2 separate regions of the Bombyx mori genome follow, and region 1 is linked to region 2. Evidence: chromatin contacts called from public Hi-C data. All regions are on one chromosome and are shown on one strand. The core of a region is the stretch at or near the end of the contact, and the rest is flanking DNA. Distances in the headings are between cores, read along the strand shown.

Evidence for each region. Hi-C and Micro-C count contacts between places; a contact is called where the count stands out from the background.
Region 1: a contact with region 2 is called in a Hi-C map of middle silk gland, with 2.0 times the contacts expected there. The contact joins two enhancer-like sites. A contact is called at or near these places in 5 of 7 Hi-C or Micro-C datasets (middle silk gland, midgut, an unstated tissue and 1 more).

What each region holds. Positions count from the first base shown.
Region 1 is chr25:11,409,768-11,414,002 of ASM3026992v2, reverse strand. The region is part of intron 6 of LOC101739525 (hypoxia-inducible factor 1-alpha); the gene reads left to right. Among protein-coding and RNA genes, the nearest start is that of LOC101739665, 56 kb to the right of the region's middle. Within about 2 kb of position 2,027, at least 2 of the 8 cell types and tissues checked have open chromatin away from gene starts, as enhancers often do.
Region 2 is chr25:11,368,307-11,372,395 of ASM3026992v2, reverse strand. It overlaps LOC101739525 (hypoxia-inducible factor 1-alpha), which reads left to right. Exons shown (of 12, transcript XM_062676166.1): 9 at 1-57; 10 at 143-431; 11 at 501-658. Among protein-coding and RNA genes, the nearest start is that of LOC101739665, 15 kb to the right of the region's middle. Within about 2 kb of position 2,270, at least 5 of the 8 cell types and tissues checked have open chromatin away from gene starts, as enhancers often do.

The DNA of each region.
Region 1 (4,235 bases), core at 778-3,277, 42 kb before region 2:
CAACTTCAGCGGTGTAGTTAGATCTTCACGATTTATCGTAGAGTGTGTGTTGGCGTTAGTTTTAGTGTATTTGGTCGTGCTTTGTTGACGCGCTATTTTTTATTTTGAGTTCAAACCTCGTTATCGACACTTTCTCGAAGTTTCTAGCACCACACAATCGATACACGATAGTTGCAGGATGAGTGGTTTGTGTGCGAGTGACAATTGTCTGTGTTTCCACAGTGGTTCAACTAGCTTGTCAATGTAAAAACAATTCGATTAATCGGGTCATCGGTAAAACGCACAAAAACCAAGATCGTTTCGCTCCGACTGCTACTCGCGCTACTGTTGCTGTTAGTAACGATACAAATGTTGGTGGGTTGATGTAGGACAAGCCAAACTAGAAACTGACGCATAATTTTAATAGTATCTAAACTGTTTGTGGATTCAACGGTCAGTGGGTCTATCAAGGCCGATAAATCGTTATCGTGTCGTTGATTATAAAACACTCTCAAGCAAATGATCTGATGATGCAGCGATCGTCGAAAGAACGCGCTGAAGGCAGACGGTTTCAAATCGATTATTCTAGAATCCTTTTACGGAAGGCTTTGTTAAGTGAGTTTGTATCAGAACCCCTTTGTCTCCAATAGCATTTGGTATTTTCTATATCCCCCACAATGCCAATAGGCGGTTTCGTTTGATGGGTATTCTTGCCGTCGTTTCAATATAATTACCACTTCCAGCTCGTGTTCCAAGGGAAAACAAAATTGGTGATGGTAACATTAATGAACACTAATCAAAATCGTTAAAATTATTATTGCGTAATAAATCTCAATAATACGTTACGTAAACAGCTGAATCGTGTTTTGATTCATATAATAATTGCGTCTTCATTTATATAATTATTTTGATTGCATTTCTTTTTCATTGTTAAGGACTAAAATAACAATATTCATTTTTACTCATAGAATCAGTGCTATTTGAAAAGGAAAATTGTAATCACGTGAAAGAAAATAATTAATCTCATAATTGAATTTTAATGAATTATAATTTGCGTTCTAAATATTCCTTTACGCTTGTTAAAATATCAACAACAACAACATACATACAGATCTTATCGGAAAATTAGATTAGTACAAGTGTTGATGTAAACAAGTTTATGATCTCGTCGTGTTTACTCGCGTCCAAAAACAATTTTACTTCGCTTCCACGTTTCACATTTGAAATGTTCAACTGAAACGGCCTTCGGATTATTTCATCGAATCAATTGTTTCCGCGACAACTTCGGCCCGAATGTGCCCAAATGGCCCGCAGGTCGCGGACCGTGTTCATTCATGTCAACGGCCATTTGACTTGGTAACAGATTACAATCATTGAACGCGCGTAATGAACACGCTGTGAACACGCGTCGTCTACGTGATAGATAAAATACCTATATTTCGAATAATAATTCAATTAACATAGGTAGACGGTGTTTTTTCAGGATATCTGAATGTAATTATTTTTTCCCCTACCTAAGCTGAGAGCCTTGAGAAGCTATTTCAGCGTAACCTTAACTAGTAGGTGAGCTCACGGGGTTCAAACCTGACGGCGTTGCTAACACAAACCCTAGTAAGAGCCGTGCTTCGCAGAATCTACCACCGGATCGGAAACGCGACCCACTGAGAAGATCCGGCGAGAAACTCAGTGGGCTGTGTCCAGAGGGTTAATTTGACGAGAACGATGACCGTTGCTTGAGGTACCTAAAAGCATCGTTACTGGATCGGGAGGATCCGAAATGACGTGTTTGAATGTAAAAGGATTCATTAATTGAAAATTTTAAATATTTTTTGATGCACTGACAACATTGATTTGATTTCAAAACTAAAATCTATGTAAAACAGTCGAGAGAAATCAACGAAACAAATATATTTAGTTTGAATGGGATTGTGTCCGTTCATGGCTCAATTAACAGATATCTTTCTGGTGAGCTACTAAGGAAATGATGTATTACAGTGTTCCCCCTACGGCAGTTTGAAGTCACATGATCGAAACGATTTAAATTTCGTTCCGCAGTCGCTGTATCTGGCACACGAACCGCTTGTTTATTGTCTCTGCGGAGAGTGTAAGCGGAATGGTTGATGCTCACGTCATAGCTTTTTCTTTTTGGCAATTTTGTGTCCTTGTTTTTTTATTTTTTTATTTCTTAGATGGGTGGACGAACTCACAGCCCACCTGGTGTTAAGTGGTTACTGGAGCCCATAGACATCTACAACGTAAATGCGCCACCCACCTTGAGATATAAGTTCTAAGATCTCGGTATAGTTACAACGGCTGTCCCACCCTTCAAACCGAAACGCATTACTGCTTCACGGCAGAAATAGGCAGGGCGGTGGTATCTACCCGCGCGGACTCACAAGAGGTCCTACCACCAGTAAAAAATTCTGTCGCGTAAAACCATCGAGCAGCGGTATAATGCAATATGTGGAAACTAGAAATCGCACAGTTCGTTTTTACGTGGCTTAGATCACATATGATTGTTGACTCATTTGGTTCTCATATCCTGTTTGAATGTTTCTATCTTTAGTGCTAGGTATAATTCGTGTTGTTTTCGTAAATTTTTTTGGCATACATCTAGACTATGGTATCATAAGATATTACTGGCTAAATTATGTTGCTACTAGCTGACCCGACAAACGTTGTTTTGCCATATAAATAATTTTTAAGAAAGATAAATAACCTATATACCGTGTGCAGCGCCATCTGCCGGGCTGATTTGTGAATCTAAACCATCCAGGGCGCCACCAAAATACATACAAAAAAATCATTCAAATCGATTCAGGAGCTGCTTAGGAGGAGTTCAGTGACAAACACACGCACAGAAGAGTGTTATTTTTATGACGTTTTTACAGTTTTTTTTTAAATTTATTTTGTGCCTGTTGCAATGGCAACATTCTATTAGGTTCAGACAGAGATAGCAGTTTAAGGTTAGAGGGGGTAGGTGGAAAAGGAAAAAGTTTTAGAAAGACGTGTACGAAGTGATTGTGAAGTAAAATAAAGAATTTCGCTATATTCATCCCGCTTTTACTCATGAACGATCCCACATATATAAAGATAAATTTACCTGTAATTGAAGCTTAATTAGAATGAATAAAGACGTTAGTAATGTAGGTAACTATTGATAGCAATGCGCAACGCAAAGATAACATTATTGTTATGTTCACGCTTCGATCACGATTCTTCCGGTTATGGCCTTGAACTTGAACGAGAATCGTGAGTGATTCACATTGTACACATTTTTGTACATCACTATTTGGCGCACTAGCCAACTTTCCCCGGAAAATGATAGTAATTATCTAAAATAACAGCTGTTTATAGAAGGAAGTTACTGGTGGTAGGAGTTAGGACCTCTTGTGAGTCCGCGCGGGTAGTTACCACCACCCTGCCGATTTCTACCGTGAAGCAGTAATGCGTTTCGGTTTGAAGGGTGGGGCAGCCGTTGTAACTATACTTGAGACCTTAGAACTTATATCTCAAGGTGGGTGGCGCATTTACGGTGTCTATGGGCTCCAGTAACCACTTAACATCACTTGGGCTGTGAGCTCGTCTACCCAACTACGCAATAAAAAAAATAAAAAAAATTAAAATTGAAGGGAATTTTAAATATAAATAGTAAATAGTTTAGGTTGCAAGATTGTAAAATGTATAGTACCGAAACAATAATCGTGAAGCCGGACCCGTATAGTTTGAATAAAGTCGGGGGACAGAAGAAATAAATGTTTTTTTTTTCTTTTTGTGCGAGAGAATCTAATTTGACCCGATCCAATTTAAAAAGGCTCGGCGGTATAATCGCCTGGAAACGGGCCCTTCTTCACGCCGCCGAGATCCTCGGCAGTCCGATACATTCCGACGCCGTTCAGTCGGAATTTAACGATTGTCAACTGAAAACTACGCGAGATTAGACCTTCGGGCATCTCGACGGAGGTCGAAGCGTGGGTGGACAGAAATATTGCTTAGAAGTACACTCATTACGCGCACGTATTAAATATACACGGGAAAAATAACGATGATATAGGATATCTCTAAATATCGAAAAAGATATTTGTTTAGTATGTCCTTCGCAGTCGTAGCGATAATTAAAAGTATTTTTACGGTTTGATCAAAGCCATTTTAAAATAGACAGAAAATAGGCAGGGTGGTGGTACCTACCCGCACGGACTCACAAGAGGTCTTACCACCAGTAATTACGCAAATTATAATTTTGCGGGTTTGATTTT
Region 2 (4,089 bases), core at 1,021-3,520:
TCGCCGGTAGATCCTCTAGCTCCCGATCCCTCATTACTATCATCGCCTGAATCACAGGTAACCAAACGTTTATAAGTATTCACGAATGTGTTACTTCTCTATTAAATTTCCAACAGATTTTACTTTAGAATTGTCGTTTTAGGAAAATGATTCGTCTTGCGAACAATCCTCATTACTGACAGAGCTGTCGCTGGATGCTTTCGATAATACAAGGTCGGACGAGATTGACGACAGCAATTCGCCATTTATACCTATAAGCGATGAGCTTCCCGTGCTGGAGCCGGCTGTCATGTGGGGAGCCCTGCCTGACAGTGTTAGCCAGGCCAGACCGCAACCTTCCGAGACGCACACATCACCGGCACCGGCATTACAACGCTTACTCACGGGTCCGCCCCCTCAGGATCTCATTACCAGCATATACTCAGACCAAGGTAATCAGTCGTCTAATCAACTTTTATTAAAATTTTATAAGATCCTTTTCACATTTTAAGTATTTTTAGGTCTAATGCCAAGCAGAAGCATATCAACTTGGGATACGGGAGTGAAACGAGTGATGAAAGAGGAAGAAGAGCCTAGTGCCAAACGCGTGAAGCGTAGTCCCTCCCCAGTTGCACCAAAACCGAAATCGCAATCGTCGAGTGTCCTCATGAACCTCCTGGTGAGCGGCTGTGACGTAGACGCCGGTTACATCTGCATGGTTCAGTGCCGGCCGCGTCAAAAAGCGAAAGCTTGAAATTTGAGCTCTCCAACTAAAAATAAACTGTGATAATTCGCGTCCAGTGTTCGACTATCGAGTGTAGCAAATCTTACTGCAAGCAACTCTGTTCTGGTCGTTACGAATCGAAGTGCCGTCGTTTCTTGTGATATACTCAGTTCGACTTAATCAGTCCGGGGGACGATAAACGCAGCGGGCCGGATTGAAGTCTGCCTAGACAATTCAATGAGGCGGATGGGACGTTGGAGTCGATTAGAACTGCTTAGTGTAATTAATCTTCCACAGACTTGCAATCTCGTGCTTCGCCCGAGGGCGTAACTTAGACTAGGAGACTTGCGGGTAAACCCGTTTTTATTCTTTATTACATACAACGTACGATTCTAATCGAACTATGTTTTGTTAAGTGCTTAAGTTAACGTGCGCATATCGTTGTGGTTATGTGATTGACTGTTGAATCGTTCCTAGTATATTGTAGTTACCGTGTCGGTTAATAATAAAATGACAATTAATATATTAAAGTATTTAATGAATATGTGAACCGACTCTTCAGTGAAATTTAAAATCGAATTGAACAGTTCGTATCGATCGAATGCAGACCACTGCAATCGGTTCACGGAATATAGCTCTGTATTATTTATAAATTTTATAATATGTACTGTTAGTTTTCTAGAAATATAAATTATGTTATATATACAACGAAATAGCGTTCTTTAAGTCGACGACATAGATTATTTTTTTGGGTAACGTGTATTTTACGAGAGTTTATGTAGGTAGTCGTAGTTTTCATGGCAGTTTCGGAAAATAATAAATCGATAATGCACGCTCTGCACTAGCGGCAAGCTCTCGAGAGCCGCGTGTTGAATATTCCTTTGCCGTCAATGCGCCGTGTCGGTCACGTGCATACAGGTACTGCTGCTATGACATTTTACGCTATTTAAAACAACCAGAGGGGGAACCTTATGAGATTTTTCTTAGGTTTACAAGATTGTGAGAACGATTAAAAGACTATTAGTATGTAACGGAATCTTTGAACATGATTTTGACCCCCTTCAAAACGTCGGATTAACTCGAAATTTGGTATACTTATTACGGACCGATGACAATTCAATAAAAAAAAAAAAATGAAAAATAAATAATAATTTAAAGAAACCAACAAAATACGCTTTTATAGAAAATTCAACTAAAAAATAGAAAATAAATCTGAATTCAAAATAGTGTAAGAAAAAAACGATTTTATTGTAAAAAAAGCGTGGGGTGCATGGTATCATTAGTTATAACTATTTTACGAACAGATATGAGTAGAAGGGTTATTTTGATAATATCCTGAATGGTACGCCATGCTTTTTTTTACAAAAAAAATATCTTTTTTTTTATATTGTGTTTGTATTACATGTTTCCCGAAAAGACACAAAACAAAATTAACGGGCATTAATTCGATCTTTCATCGTCGGTTCTAGCTGTTTTGCGGTTAGTCAGAGACGAATAGGAGCTATTTTATGCCGGATAAAAGTCCCAACGCCAATAAGCAAGAAGCGTTCGAACAAACGGGATCGCGTAATCAGCTACATTCCTGTTTCAGAGCGCTCGTGTCGCGAGTGCAGAGCGCTAATATTATGATCTTTCCACTGCCAGAAGCAGAGTACTATGTTGAATGTAGGAATATTTAAATTTCGTTCCAGGCAAAGGTCTTGAAATATTAATCCCTTGCAGACGTAATAATACTCACGACCAGCATTAAATGAACTAAACACTATGCACGCGGATGCTGTGTTTTCATAAGTCAAAAAAAAGCAAAGAAAGACGTTCCACAATTATGTGGACAGAAATAGTCACGAAGAGATTACGCAACGAATGTTTGTAGAATGATATTATTCTTTATCGGTGATGTAATAAATGAACAAAAAATACATTTTATTGTAAAAATGGTGCACGATGTTATTTCATTGATCCGTCCTCGTTCATCCTTTCCCTCCTTCCCGAGAGCATTAACTTTGACTTTATTATGAAGAGTTATAATGACACAGCATCGAAGAGATCTGTTTTAGGAAATTGACATTTATGATGACAGGACGAAAGTTGCAAACAGGTTTCGGTATAAATTGACAGTCACTTTCATAAAGGATTCCTTAGTACCAGCCCGCGTTAAATTATGAAAAAGTTTGTCTTTTGAATATTCTAAGTAACTAAAGTTGATTTATTTTAATAACGCTTCTCTTTTGATACATTGAACAGATAAAATCGAACGACAAAACCCTTTTATTGTTTCCATGTTTGGACAGAAATGACGCCACGAAAAACTGTATGGAATAATGTGGAACTACTTGAAATTAATTTGAATGAATTTTGAGTCTCTAATCATATAAAAAATAGTTTAAAACATGGAAAGAGCATATTAAACGATTTATCATGAATATGTCCTTTTAATTTAGTAGTAGATGTTTTCGCGACGCAGCTGCCTCTGAGCTGTTAGGTTTCCCTTGGAGGTGCTCGGGCAGCTGTTAGTAAATCCCACCTATTACGACAAAGCCCGCGCCCGCCAGTTTGTCCTGGTGAAACTGAAAAAGCGTTTGGGCCTCCAGTAATGCTTTATTCCAAAAAAATATCGCCTCTCCGATCTACACGGATCTGTTGTGACTAATCCCTAATTCCTAGCTTCAATTAGTAGAGGGTTTTCTCTCTCAGGATCTTTCACTAATTAAGAGCCACTGATCTAAATAGGCAAGGCTTTTGTGTCCTTCGTCCTGTACTGCAGTATAGTTGAGTTGCAAGATCCGGCTTGTGCATTTGTACAGGAGACTTACAACATGCCGTTTGGGCTTAATTCGGCTTATGGTCTTTGGGCGTGCTCTTTTAATTGTAAAATAAAATGAAATAATACAGTCAGATATTTTTTTATTGTTTAGATGGGTTGACGTGTTCACAGCCCACCCGGTGTTGCTTATGGTCTTTGGGCGTGCTCTTTTAATTGTAAAATAAAATGAAATAATACAGTCAGATATTTTTTTTATTGTTTAGATGGGTTGACGTGTTCACAGCCCACCCGGTGTTAAGTGGTTACTGGAGCCCATAGATATTTACAGCATAAATGCGCCACCCACCTTGAGATATAAGTTCCATGGTCTCAGTATAGTTACAACGGCTACCCCACCCTTCAAACCGAAACGCATTACTGCTTCACGGCAGAAATAGACAGGGTGGTGGTACCTACCCGTGCGGACTGACAATTGTATTCTCGCCTCATCTATATTCTCATTTGTATTCAGGCCCACTGTTATCATATAAGTGCATCTCATTTCAGCCTCAGATATTAAATTAATGTATTAAAATGATTTATCGTAAAGTTCACCACTATCCCTGATCCTGCACATTATTTT